Regions from separate parts of the Mus musculus genome. Here regions 1 and 3 are each linked to region 2. A link is a contact called in public Hi-C and promoter capture Hi-C data. All regions are on one chromosome and are shown on one strand. Each heading gives the region's core, a stretch centred on a gene start, on an enhancer-like site or on the middle of the called end of the contact. The rest is flanking DNA. Distances are from core to core; before and after follow the strand shown.

Region 1 (4,473 bases), core at 1,641-4,140, 2.6 Mb before region 2:
AAATCTATTCTAGACTTTTTATGGTCTGTTGACTCAAGAGATCAGCAATTATTTATTCTGTATCTGTTGTAGCAAAACTTATTACTGTTAAATTAATTAAGATTGGAAATATTATAAATTCTTAGTATATAACATCTATTAACACATTCCCCTCCCCCAACATCTGTGCGACAGATGCTATTCCTGGTGCTAAAAGGAGCTTAAAGAGGTTAAAAGTCAGGTTTTGGTCAGGATCTAATTGAGATGGAGAGAGAAGATGCTGTGTCTTGGCTTTTCACTTGCTAACACTCTGCTGCATTTGAAACTACTACAGTAGAATATTTGAAGCAAGAGTTGGGCCACCACTAGAGCCTTTGTACCAATGACTTCTGTTCACCAGTCTGGAAAACAGGCAGATTCAACCCCTGCCACCTCAGGAGGCTTCTGTAATAGACTTTTGTACTAACAGAAGTATTTGCCATGATTCATTCTCTCTCTCTCTCTCTCTCTCTCTCTCTCTCTCTCTCTCTCTCTCATTTTCTGAGTCAACAGCAGGTACAGTTCCTGGCTTTAGTATAGGGCTCAGTGTCAGAGAAAGAATGCTCAGCTAGTGCAGAGAGTGTTATCAAAACAGAAGCACACAGCTGAGCAAGGCCTTTACACATACAAACCTCCATGCAGCTAATGGTGGTTTTACAGAGTGCTTAGCTTTCAAGAATGTCACTGTTTTTATAGGGATCAGATGGGAGCCACTATTTTGCACCTTAGTCATCAACTTGTAAGCAGAGAAATATCTTTCTCAAGGTGTGGAGTGCACTCTCCTGGTGAGCCACAGAGGCCCCAAGAGTCTGCTTCTCACTCATTACCTGCAGCATCACAATGCTCCAGGGAGGAATAAGGGCACTATGTATCACTGAAGCCACTGTGGGGCTGTGGGATCAGCTGTGGCAGAGGGGCAGTTTTGATTGTACATAAAACAGGGTAAAGAGAAGTTCACTCAGACAGACAGTGTAGACAATTATGCATAAAACAAGACACTGTAAAAAAAACCAGAATATTTTTCTTTATTAGATGTAATTTTCTCCAGCACAAGAAGACATCTTATTTAAGAAAGCACCAAGAAACAACAAGCCACTGGCAGTGAATCTTTCTGTAGAGTACGCTAATTATTGTTCACTACATGCATGGCCTGGTACCAGATTCTCTGGTGCCAAGCCCCTTCTTATCTATGTATTTTAGGTCATATTTGGATCCTAGAATGTTATTATGTTATTTTATGCTGTGATGCAGTGGTGGTGGTGGTGGTGGAGGGTGTGTGTGTGTGTGTGTGTATCTTTTGGACTTTGGAGAGATAACAAGACTGAGCTACAGAGACAAGGCAGAAATTAATCCTTTTGGTTGCCATGGTTTCACTGAAAGATCTGATTGCCGTTCACTGTGGTGCTGAGGCAGTAGGATGAAGAGCATGCAGCTCTGCCAGGACTAAGGTTAGCATGGATAAGGGCTCAGAAGACAGGCTCTAAGCTGACAGAGAAGGCACAACAACCGTAGGGACCCAATGTGAGCCCTTTCCATATAAAGCATCAGCAGGCTTGACAGGGAAGCAGAGGGTAGTATTGGAACCACAGCTTTCCCACCGGGAAGGAACTAGTGAGTGGTCCACATTCATGGGCATAGCTGATGCCCAATGATAGGAGCCTCTTTTCAGTATAGATTGAAGTTTTCAGGCTGCCAGAAAACTTAGTTTACATTTCTCTGGAAACCTGAGGGTGGGTCACCATGAAATCTCTGGATTGCAGGGGTCTGATATGTAAATATTAGGTCCTCATGGTTAGCCTACATACTTCCCTGGGTAACTTTGTTTCCAACACAAGGTGATTAAGGATGAGCATTTAAGGGAAACTGACCTATGGCCAAATCCTGGATGCAGAATGCAGAAGTCTCCCCTGTAGGTTTGTGGGTTTACAAGCATAGGTGAAGTCTCATGAGGAGAGTAAACAAGTGCAGACATAAGCCATGTAGCACACTGACTGCAAATAGCAATGTCTTTATAAGTGAGAGTTTATCTGTTTACATTTCATGTGTGTGTGTGCCTGTGCATGTGTGTATGCATGTGTGCATATGCTCACGTGTGCATGTGTGTGCATATGTGCATTTGTTGTATGCATGAATGTGTGCATGTTTATGTATGTCCATGTGTTTGTGTGTATGTATGCATGTGTGCATATGTGCATATTGTGCACACATATGTGCATATGTGTGCATGTATGGTCATGTGTGCATGTGTGTATGTATAGTATTCATGCTTATACATGCATGACAGAGTGCAGGCGAATGCATATGTGTGTAGTATATGCACCTGTGTATACATGAGTGCATGCATGTGCATGCGTGTGAAACTTTGAGGTTGATTTCAAGTGTCTTCCTTGGCTACCTTCTAGCTTATACACTGAGGCTGCTCTCTAGCTTATACACTGAAGCAGGGTCTCTCACTGGACTTGCAGCTTGCCACTTCAGCTCCTAGTAAGCCAGCTTGCTTTGTGGATATTTGTCTCTGTCTGCAGAGTGATAAGGTTACAGGCAGTCATTGGATCAATCTGGATTTTATGAGGCTTTTAGAAATCTGTTCTCTGTCCTCATGCTTGTTGAGCCATCTCTCCAGGACCTTAGCATATTTTATTTTAATTGAAAAGATAATAAATGGCTTTAAAAATCATTGCAGCACTGTTACCACTTTATGTTGTTATAAATGGCTACTACACAAATTCAACCTTAAAATTTTTCTTTATCAAGACAACAATTTCTATTAACGAGAGACGATGAGCACTCTAATTAGTGGCTCTATCCGAGTAGTCTGCAAAGCAGCAAAGGCTTTGTGTCCCCATCTTGCTCGCAGCTGCACTCATGTACCAGAGTTTCATTAGAGCTCTATACACACACACACACACACACACACACACACACACACACACGGAGGAGGGGGTTCCCCTGAGATTTAAAAGGGATATTGACTCTGAAATCAGCACAGAAAATTGGGTTGCAAAGGAATATAATTCCTTCTAATCTAGAGGAAATCTGGAGAGAATTTCTTTTCCTTGAAACTTATTTGACAATAACTGCAGAAGCCAGCAAAAAACCTTCTGCAGACAGGCCTTCTAGCTAGGAGCACAGCTGAGGCCCTGGAAATGCAGAAGGGGCCTTGTTACTCCTTCCTGCAGAGTTCAAGCTATACTGGGCACTGCATCCTTCCCCTGTGTTCTTTCCCTGACATCTAATAAGCAGTAGTCTTGGTGGAGTGTACTAATGAACAAAGGCTGCAGATGGAGCCAGATGACAGACATCAGCTTACACAGAAGCCCTGACCTGGTACACAGAATTCTGACTGTGGTCTAGGTGCTAACCTACCCCACTTGGTAGTGACTGACCTGTCAGATACTTGGTGTTCTACTGCATGTGTGGGAAGACAACCCCAGGGTTTTCTCCCCACTGTACCTCACCGTGGGCTGTTACAGAGCAAACTGAATTTCAGTGGAATTAAAAACTTCTTGATATCATGCCAGCCATATCTATTCAGACTTCCCCTTACTCACATCCTTCCAAATTTTCCATTCTGGGCTGTCACTAAGTAGAAGACATTAATGATTGTAATCTTCTGTACACAATACACATGTAATCCATCACATTAACTATTTATAAAATGTCTATCATGTACCAGAGACTGTGCTCAGATCTTTAGAGAGATTATCTTGTTTTTACAATTACCTTATAAGGTAAGATGTTATTTTTCCTGTTTTGCAGCTGGGTAAACTAAAGTTCAGAGGAGTTTAATCTACCCAGTGTCACCACTGTGGCATAAAGTAAGCAGACAGTATGTGTTTTTCTTCTATATGTAGGTGACAAAACAGGACTCAAAGCACATGTGACTTAGCCAAGTATGCTAAGCAAGTATGCATGCAAGACACAGACACAGACACAGACACAGACACAGACACAGACACACACACACACACACACACACACACACACACCTGTACAAGACACCCTAAGAACTGTTCCATCCACAGACAAATGCAGGTACTCATCCCATGAGGACAATCAGTTGCTGAATGCAGGGTACTTGGAGAGCACTTATTCCAAAGACTAAGTGTGCAGCCTCCCTCCTAGCATAGATTTTATTTTCTATCACTTGTGGCCTCTTGACACATTTGAACCAAAGCTGATGTTAATTGGCAAAATACACACTGTTCAATGGTTCAGGAAAAGTGAACATTAGGAGATACCATTTACTTAAACGATATATGGTTGAAACATTTAGTGATGAAACAGGAAAATCGGTGGCCAGAGGAAGCTTGATGAGCCTCCAGTCTGCACAGAAACCATGCAGATAAAGTGGATTTTGACCGTTGTATCCTCTTCAGGTATAGCCACTAGAAAAAGGGAGATTTTCAATACTCACAGTGGAAAAGAACCTGCTCTTATGGATTCTGGATATCA
Region 2 (4,100 bases), core at 343-2,842:
TGGAACTCTCATCTAAAAGGGAGTAGACAAGTAACACAGGACAAAATCCCAAAGGGGAGATGGGAGTCGGGGTGGCGGTGGGGGTCAGCGTGTATAGCCAGCCACAGACAGCAGAAGCCCCTCTACTCGTCCAGCTTGCTTGGTCTCGTGACTTCGAACTCAGACTTGAGTAGTTGCATATGTGAGGTGTCATAAGTTCTGAAAATTGTTTTCAGAGATCACACTGCACAGAACCGACATAAGCAGAGGTCAGAAGTTCTCTCTCCCCTGCTTGGTCCCTATGTAAACACAAGTCCCAGCCATGCGTGTTGCTATGGAGATGTAACCTGTGTCCCCAGCATTGACCTAGCTAGTGTTGGCATGGCGAGAGACTTTTATAAATAACAACGTCTGAGTGAAAACTACATGTGTCACTACTGGGGACACTCTTCAGCAGTCCCTGGAATTCTCTCTCTCTCTCTCTCTCTCTCTCTCTCTCTCTCTCTCTCTCTCTCTCTCTCTCTCTCTCTCTCTCCCTCTCTCCCCTCCCCCTCTCTCTAGGTGTGTCTTTGTAAATACAGCCAGCAGGATGAGATGAGCGATGAACAGCCCTTGCTGCTGAAAGTCATCAGATTTTCTGTCAGTCATCACAGAGAAGCTGGCCTGAGGTGATTCACAGCTGTGGAGCGGCTACCTGATTTTAAGGGTCATCAAATTTTGGTAAATTAGTCTTTCCTGCAGGAAGCTATTACTTGCTGTTCTTGGTTTAAAATAGTCTTGTTTCCCGAGAACATTTGACTTGAGGTAATATAAAAAATATTATACTAAGGTACTCTCTCCCCTGATCTTTTATAGTTCACTTTTGACAACCCAGAAGGAATCCAGAGACTGCAGGAGGAGGCACAGATGCCCGAGTGATGGGATAACCAGGCCAGTGTTACAGAGACCATCAGGAGAGAGACTCCGAGCCTCCTGTGATTTGAGCCACCCCTCTCCAATCAACTGGTTAAAGGGAAAGCTGATGGTTAGAATAGAGAGGACAGGATCAAAGCCATCCAGTTATTTTGGAGGATGGTGACCAGATACCTAGAATTTGGGGGAGGACCCATCTCAAAGGAATCAGCAGGAGACTGTGGGTTAAAAAGATCCAGAGTCGGGTGGAATTCTGTGGCTATCCCTCCTCCTATCCCTCCTCTGCCTCCCGCTCTGCCTCCCCTGCTGAAGAGCCACTCTTTATTCTCAGGCCGACTAAACTGAAGGCCTTCAATCACCAAAAAGAACAAGGACAGTGGCAAGGAGTGTTTCAAAGAGACTGTCCAGATTTCTGGGGGGACAGACATGGGCCTCATCATCGAAGCTAATAAATTCTACCTCCGTGGCCCTATGAAGGATGGTAGTAATGACCCGAAAAAACAATGCTGGTGCACAACGAGGGCCAGGCTCTGTGCCAAACGCTTTAAATGTCAGGTCTCATCTTAAACTCAAATACTATCATTTTCAGCTTTTTTACAGAGAATGATTCTGAGAAGCAGGGAATTGAAGCACTTTGCCTGAAGTCACACACACAGCTAAGTCAGGACCCCCGCCTTGGTTGGCCGTCAGCCCCGGTGTTACACTGCCCCCTGCAGGGTGGTTAGGGAGGAACAACTTAGGACCAGGGTGGCAGCTGAGACGGCAAACCTAAACCTAACGCCTCCTGTGTCCTAACAGGCATCTCAGCTAATTCTTGGTTCCTCTGCGGGGATGTTATGTTCGGGGTACGCTTGAAATAGACGGGGCTTGAAAGGGTTAATGGCTGACCAACCTAGAAGACAGCGTGAGATACTAGCCAGGGCACTGCACGTTCAGCCAGTGGTGGCTGCCTAGGAAGCAAGTTGCTTCTAATCGAGCCTCAGAAAAGGATTCTCACATATGAGATATCAAGGTATCTGAGTAAATATCGGTTCACATGGTAAACAGATGTTTGTTTCAGCCATCTTGGGAACTATGTGTAGAGTCGTTCAGTGACACGGTGACTGTGTAACCATGGCCCATCACCCCCAGTCCGTTCTCTCACTGGTCATGATGGCCACTCTACAAACGCTTCTGCTTTGTGGACACCGTCTTTTGGGCATACCCACCCTGTGGAGTCTGTGTCACCATCTGTTCACACTGACAGTGAGCTGAGCCTCGGGTGGGCTTGCGTTGAACACATGTCAGCTACACGCTAAGGTACCTGTCACTGGCATCTCCATGTTGAAAGCCGGGGTCTTCAAGCTGCACATTCTGCAAGCCTCCTTGTTTGCTTTAAGGCGAGGCAAAAGGCTACTTCTTCCTCTGGGCACATGGGTGTGGGGACCAGGAGAAGCAGATGAGTTTGAAAGTCTCTCCAGTGGAGCCCATACCCTCATCTCACTCCAGCTCCTTGAGCACACCCACATCTTCTTTCTATCACAGCCTAGCAGCCCTGATCAGCCGCTGAATATCATCCCATGTGACTGTCACCTCTGCAGGCTGTCCCAGCTATTAGAGTATCGGCTGGGAGTGTGTGTTCGGTCCACATGGACTATGACACAAACAGTGAGTGCCCTTTACAGCCATAAGATGACAGAGCAGCCTTTGGGACACACTCAGCCCTGTGTGGAGATTACATAGAAAATTTACTCCCAGGCATGACAGTCAATGCTCCTAGACAAAAGGGCTGTCTGTGAACTCGCAGTACTGAGCACGGTATGGTTTGTTAACATGGCAAATCCTGGGAGGATCATTCCACAGAAGAGACCTCTGACAAGGCTGTGAGTGTCTAGTCAGGCTCCACAGGACTATGAAAAGCATCTGCAGGGGTAGGTGTCTAAAGTATTCTAAATAGAAGTCGGGGGACAGTGGCAGCCCCAGAAGAAGGAGACCTGTATGCCCCACTGAAAAGAGGCTACAGGTGTTTGAATCGTCCCTCTTCTTCCATCTTCACATTTGGAAGCCTTATGTGCCAAAGCAGGAAGACACGGGAAGTCTAAATGCCAGCGAAGGGCTCACTTGAGGGTTTTGTTTGGTTCGCTGTAGTTTCTGCTAAGCCTCCGTTGTAAGGTGGGTCTGATCTGATCTGGAAAGCTTTTCTTCTTCTTTACAGTATCAAGCAAGAAGTCAAATGCCAAAGCTGGAAAAGCAGAAGGTGCTGGAGGGCGATGTCTTCCCACACAGCCATCAAAGTTGGCTGCACTTCAGCTGCTGACAGTCTTCTAGAAATACCTTCTAAGACTAACACATCTTCTCCTTTTTACAAAGAAGCTGAAAATCCAGATGGTTTGGGTGAAACATTCTAATTTTTACAACACTATACAGGGCAAACAAAAAATATCCCTGGTCAGAATTTTGTCTGCTGCCTCCAACTAGCAAAACCACGTGACAGAACTCTGCTGTTCTGACTGCGGACGGGAAAGGGGTGGGTGAAGCTCAAGCTTCCGCCATGTCTCCATGGAGAACGGGAGGCCGGTGTTGGGTGATGGAAGATGAAGAAAAGTAGACAGAGAGGCTCTGCTAAGAGTGTGGGAAGTTAGACCACAGTGACATTCTTTCCTGCAGTGCTCTGAGGAAACGGCAGGATCAGGTCCTAAGCACTGCAGAGATGGTGCTGTGGCCCTCTCTCCACTGAAAAGCCAAGGCTGGGTGAAGCACTCCTTGGGCAACAGGAGCCTCTGTGGTGAGGACGCTTTCCCTAGCGGGTACAAGGAGTCTCTTGGGATCCGGAAGCAGGAAATCCATTCTTGGGAAGGAGCAGAGACCTACGAATTGCAGCTTTCCTCCGCCCCAGGAAAAGTCACCCTGCTATACAATTTCAAGTCTATTTTCCTGACAAAGATGTAACATTTGGCACACCTGTGACATCAACCGTGTTCTCAGATGCACCTCCTGGCAGCTCGTTTATGGGGATTTTAATTTTATCACAGGTTTAGTTGTACAACAAAGCATTAGAAGCCCCAAAACAATGACAGGCACAAAATAATGGTGTTTCACCCAGTGGAAAATAGAGGTTCTCTCTCTCCATTCCCCTCCCCATCTCTCTCCAAGTGCTCTCAGCCAAGTCCTCTACTCCCTCACTCTTCTCTTCTCTTCTCTTCTCTTCTCTTCTCTTCTCTTCTCTTCTC
Region 3 (4,593 bases), core at 1,160-3,659, 2.5 Mb before region 2:
AAACACATACTTCTAGTGGTTAATTTTTCTTATTACACAGTAAAATATTTTGAAGGCATTTATAAAGTCTATTTACAGTAGAGTTATTTATTAATTCTCAAGGAAAACTAATAAGTATAGCTTTAGCTACTTCTTTAAAAAGGAGCACAGGGTCCCCAATGAAAAAGAAAGTAAGCAAGGAGCTGAAGGGATCTGCAGCCCTACAGGAGGAACAACAATATGATCTAACCAGTACCCCTAGAGCTCCCTGAGACTAAACCACCAATCAAAGAAAACACATGGTGGGACTCATGTCTGTAGCTGCATATGTAGCAGAGGATGGCCTAGTTGGTCATCAATGGGAGGAGACACCCTTGGTCCTGTGAAGGTTCTATGCCCCAGCATGGGGGAATGTCAGGGCCAGGAAGTGGGAGTGGGTGGGTTGGGGAGCAGGGGGAGGCAAGAAGGGGATAGGAGATTTTCTGAGAGGAAACTAGGAAAGGGGATAGCATTTGAAATGTAAATAATGAAAACATCTAATAAAAAAGTATACACACATATGTGTGTATGTATGTATATATGTATATGATGTATATGTATACATATATGTATATGTTTGAAGATGTTATAGTTAACTCTGCTAAACAGGCCATCATGGACCATAAGGAAAACTAACCTATAGTATAATCAAACTGATGACGATTTCCCAGAACATATGGATGGCAGGTTGGCCCAAAACTTTTATCATTATTCTTTGTTGTCAATGTGCTTATGTAATTTCTGCAGTTCTTTCTTTTTCTTCTTTAAGTTTCCCTTGTTAAAATTTTTAATTGAAAATAAACCTTTTCATAAGTTTTTTGTTGTTGTTGTTTATGGTTTCTCCTTACTTTCTGCCTACCTCTCTTCCCAATCCATGCAACTTCACACATTTTTCCCTTGTCTTAATTTAGATAAAGACACTGTAAGGTGACCTCTATTGTGTCTATTTGTGTCTATGTTCCTTTTTTTTAATGATGGAGAAACAGCTGAAGCCAGGCCAATGCTCTGCTGGGAGAAGTCTACACCACATCATTCTCAGAGCTGTGATACCTGCCATTCTGGACAGGTGCGCTGGCCTAATTTCTCGACTAAACCGATGGTGTGTCAAACAGCCAAAGAGAGCCTTCATTTTAGGCACTGTGTTAAATATAATGGATTATTGTGTTAACGGCTCATATATCTTGTGAAAATTAATAGCAAGTAGGATACATTTTTTTAATAGAATTTATCATTGCATCTTTCTTATTCACGAATATATTTTGAGAGAGACTTATTAGACAGACTTATCTGAAGTTTTCTCAAAGTCAGGATGAGAGAGTTATGTGTTTGGCTGTGTAGGAAAGCAGTTAGGCAGCCTAGAGTCGCATCACTTTGTCAATCCAAATCCAATTTAGTAATTTCCCGAGGCCCTAGTCCACCCACAGTTAATCATCATCTGATCTGGTGTCATGATTTGGCATTCTAAAAAATAAAATAAGATAAAAAATCAGCAGGAGTTTCTGTAGGGTTGATCAATTTAGTCTGTCAAGATACATGTTGAAATAACTGTCTAAAACACACGAAAGCACTAACAAAGGTGAGTTTTAAGCTCTGAACTGGGAGCTCCTTACAGATGGCATGATGTATTTGCATTTTCCAACAGCTCACAGGGTGAAGGTGACACACGCTCTGGTGACTTGTCCATTACAGGTGATTCTCACTTGATATAGGACAGAGCAGTACTGGATGATAGTGACATATCATAGCCATGCTTTGGGGAGATACTTTCACAATGAACTCTGAGTATCAGCCATTTCCTTTTATATTTGAATATCGATAATTTCTGGGTTTCAATAGACTTTATTTTAGTCCCACTGCAAGTTATTCATTCAAGTTTAAAGCTCTCATAAGCCATCAAAGCATTGCTGACCTGCCTAACCTCAGTTCCTTGTTCTTAATGACAGCTACTGACACACAGCAGATTTCAACAAAGGTGAAAAGGAGCCTTTGAGATTCTGAGAGATTCTAACTGCTCCTGGGGAAGAAGTTGGTAAACATTCAAGATTCGGGGCTCTGCTTGGATCCAGACCCATGCAGTCTCTGCAGTGTGTAATGTAAGGAATGGCTTGGAACACACAGGTCCTAAGAATTCTGGACAGGGGGCATAGTCATCCACAGTCCTCCCTCGAACATTAAGTCTCTCTCATGATTGAGATGAGCAAATCCTACAGAGATTTCTATTGGCAGGTGTTCTCAATTGCTGCCAATCATATACATTGATTTTTCCAACACAGAGCATGTGTGTTTGAGGCCTGATGACTTTACATAACAGGCTTTTGGGAGGATGGCTGCTGAAATATATCTGTGTGTTCAAGCTTGTTTTGTAAATGCTAAGCACATTAAGCTTCCTCAGTGTTGAAGTTATTGCCATGGAAACACTGCCAGTTAATAACTGTGTCTGGCTTCATGTATTGCTGTGCTAGACACTAGTAAATGAATAGAAATGGTACCTTAGCCCTTGGTGTGTTACATCCTCAGAGGGGCCCTGGAGGAAAAGCTGGTAAGCACCCGATAAAGGGTGACCATGTTGCTGATTATTATCTTAAAACAGTTTTCTATGCTGAGAAGCCTGGCAGAGAAGCGTTTGAGGAAGCTTGAGATGGGAAAGCTCAGAGGCCACGTTCTGACAGGAGAAAATAAATTCTGGACAATTCTCAAGCCCTGAGGTTTCACTCTTCTATGCCTCTGATTGGGGGACACTTGGGGTGTCACTTGCATTATGGATTCATATCACCTACATAGAGAGAGCAGCTGACATCTTGGGCTTCAAGCTCTGCTCTGAAAGAATGACCTTTCATGCTGAATCCATAGATGGGCTTCACAAGGTAGAGTGACTCCATCTGTAGTTTCACTTTTCAGAAAGAATGAGCTGACCATGCTTGTAGTGCATGGTGCTCTAGGCTGATCTGCTCTACATATTCAGATCAGATTGCAGGGTTTCTTCACATACATGCTTAGCTCATGTTTACTTTTTACGGCTGTGCCAGTCTACCACCAGCTCCTAAATCTGGGAGATCAGACAAGAAGACTTCCTGGACTTTTGGAAGAGATATCCAAAATGGAGAACACAGGCTGAGCATGCTCTTCTGAGATCCTGCTTCCTGGAGAGACTGGCTATGTGACTGCTGTTTTTGAACCTTCTGTGTCTCTTTCCCTGTAGGTGTGAAGGTTAGACTCTAGCTCTCACATGGAACTGCCACATTAGTCTGCATTTTCACACAGGTTCCAGTGCACCTGAACAAACATTAGGAATTAGGAAAACAACCACCACTGCTGTCATTTCTTCTCCCCACAGGTGGTCAGGAGCCGTTCTTTCCTAGCTCCCTGATATTGCTAAATGTTTTGTTGTTACTGACTTTATTGGAAATGTCAAGTATAAAAAGTAAATGTTGTTTTCCAGGTCCAAAGACAAAGAGAAGTCTCTGGCTGATGCCCGGCCCTGGGTCCTCTGGATGCTGCATCCCCCTAATAGAAGCATCAGCTTGGAGAGTGGTCACCTAGGAAATCTGTGATACGACTTTGGCATTTGAAACTAATGCAATAGGCTCATTCTACTGCTACTTCATCTGACATTGCTGAGAGAAACAGTCTTGTGTCTTTGAGCCAGGAGTCTTATGTTTTCTAAAGTATCTATGGATGGTGTCAAGCAGATGTCACTATTTGAGAAGGGAAACACTTCAAACAATTCAAATAGTGACATCAAGTTCTGTGGTCTTCTGAAAGCACAGGAATAAAATAAAAAACAAAGTGTTAGGAGAATTGAGATCTTATCCAAGTTCTGCATTGAAGAGTTATGACAATAATGGTATTAAGTCTTCTCCCTGGGGTAATTTCTTCACATCTAGCATGAGGGGAGGAGCTAGAGGGTGAACTCATGATGAAAATTTGATACACAGTATCTAATGGGCAGCATTCTATACACAGTATCTTATGGGCAGCATTTTATATACAGTATATAATGGGCAGCATTCTATACCTAGTATCTTATGGGCAGCACTTTATGTACAATATTTAATGTGCAGCATTCTATACATAGTATCTAATGGGCAGCATTCTATACACAGTGTCTTATGGGCAGCATTTTATACACAGTATCTAATAGGCAGCATTCTTGTCTTACAAATTCTTTGTTATATTTTTTTTTCCTGGAAGAGTCAGTACATTTTGTAAATAGTTGCAAAATATGTTTTATATTTTACTCAGCCTATGAGACTTGGGAATCTCCTAGTGAACTTAAATTATTTATTTTCCTTATTATGCTCCTATTTTATATTAAAGCATATACATATGTTCTTTGTATGTGTGATGCCTTATTCAGTGAGGATAATTTATCTCTGGATTAAAAATTCAGAACTAATTTTGATTATCTCTAGGGTTAGTTCAATTTTGATAATTGTTAAATCGTGGTATTTGGAGAATTATATAATACAGACATGTTTGGAAGATAAACTATGTCCACTATTTAACACAAACTCTTTATCAGATTAAGCCTATGAGTGATAATTTTAAAGAAGAAAGAACAGGATTTAAAAGGCT

Evidence for each region. Promoter capture Hi-C pulls out the DNA fragments that hold promoters and counts their contacts. Hi-C and Micro-C count contacts between places; a contact is called where the count stands out from the background.
Region 1: a contact with region 2 is called in a Hi-C map of cortical neurons, with 2.7 times the contacts expected there. The contact joins two enhancer-like sites. A contact is called at or near these places in 8 of 39 promoter capture datasets (the 3T3-L1 cell line, the C10 cell line, cranial neural crest and 5 more), 4 of 484 Hi-C or Micro-C datasets (cortical neurons and nephron progenitors) and 1 of 9 other capture datasets (liver).
Region 3: a promoter capture Hi-C map of hippocampal neurons shows a contact between it and region 2, with 2.7 times the contacts expected there. The contact joins two enhancer-like sites. A contact is called at or near these places in 7 of 39 promoter capture datasets (the C10 cell line, frontonasal cranial neural crest, hippocampal neurons and 4 more).

The regions. Positions count from the first base shown.
Region 1 is chr3:157,214,933-157,219,405 of GRCm38.p6, reverse strand. All of the region lies in intron 6 of Negr1 (neuronal growth regulator 1), which reads right to left. Among named protein-coding and RNA genes, the nearest start is that of Gm24373, 6.2 kb to the right of the region's middle. Within about 2 kb of position 2,890, at least 21 of the 459 cell types and tissues checked have an H3K27ac peak or open chromatin away from gene starts, as enhancers often do. A contact at or near this core is called in cortical neurons, where this site is marked.
Region 2 is chr3:154,650,718-154,654,817 of GRCm38.p6, reverse strand. No RefSeq gene overlaps it. Among named protein-coding and RNA genes, the nearest start is that of Tyw3, 56 kb to the right of the region's middle. Within about 2 kb of position 1,592, at least 29 of the 459 cell types and tissues checked have an H3K27ac peak or open chromatin away from gene starts, as enhancers often do. A contact at or near this core is called in cortical neurons and hippocampal neurons, where this site is marked.
Region 3 is chr3:157,180,022-157,184,614 of GRCm38.p6, reverse strand. All of the region lies in intron 6 of Negr1 (neuronal growth regulator 1), which reads right to left. Among named protein-coding and RNA genes, the nearest start is that of Gm24373, 29 kb to the left of the region's middle. Within about 2 kb of position 2,409, at least 15 of the 459 cell types and tissues checked have an H3K27ac peak or open chromatin away from gene starts, as enhancers often do. A contact at or near this core is called in hippocampal neurons, where this site is marked.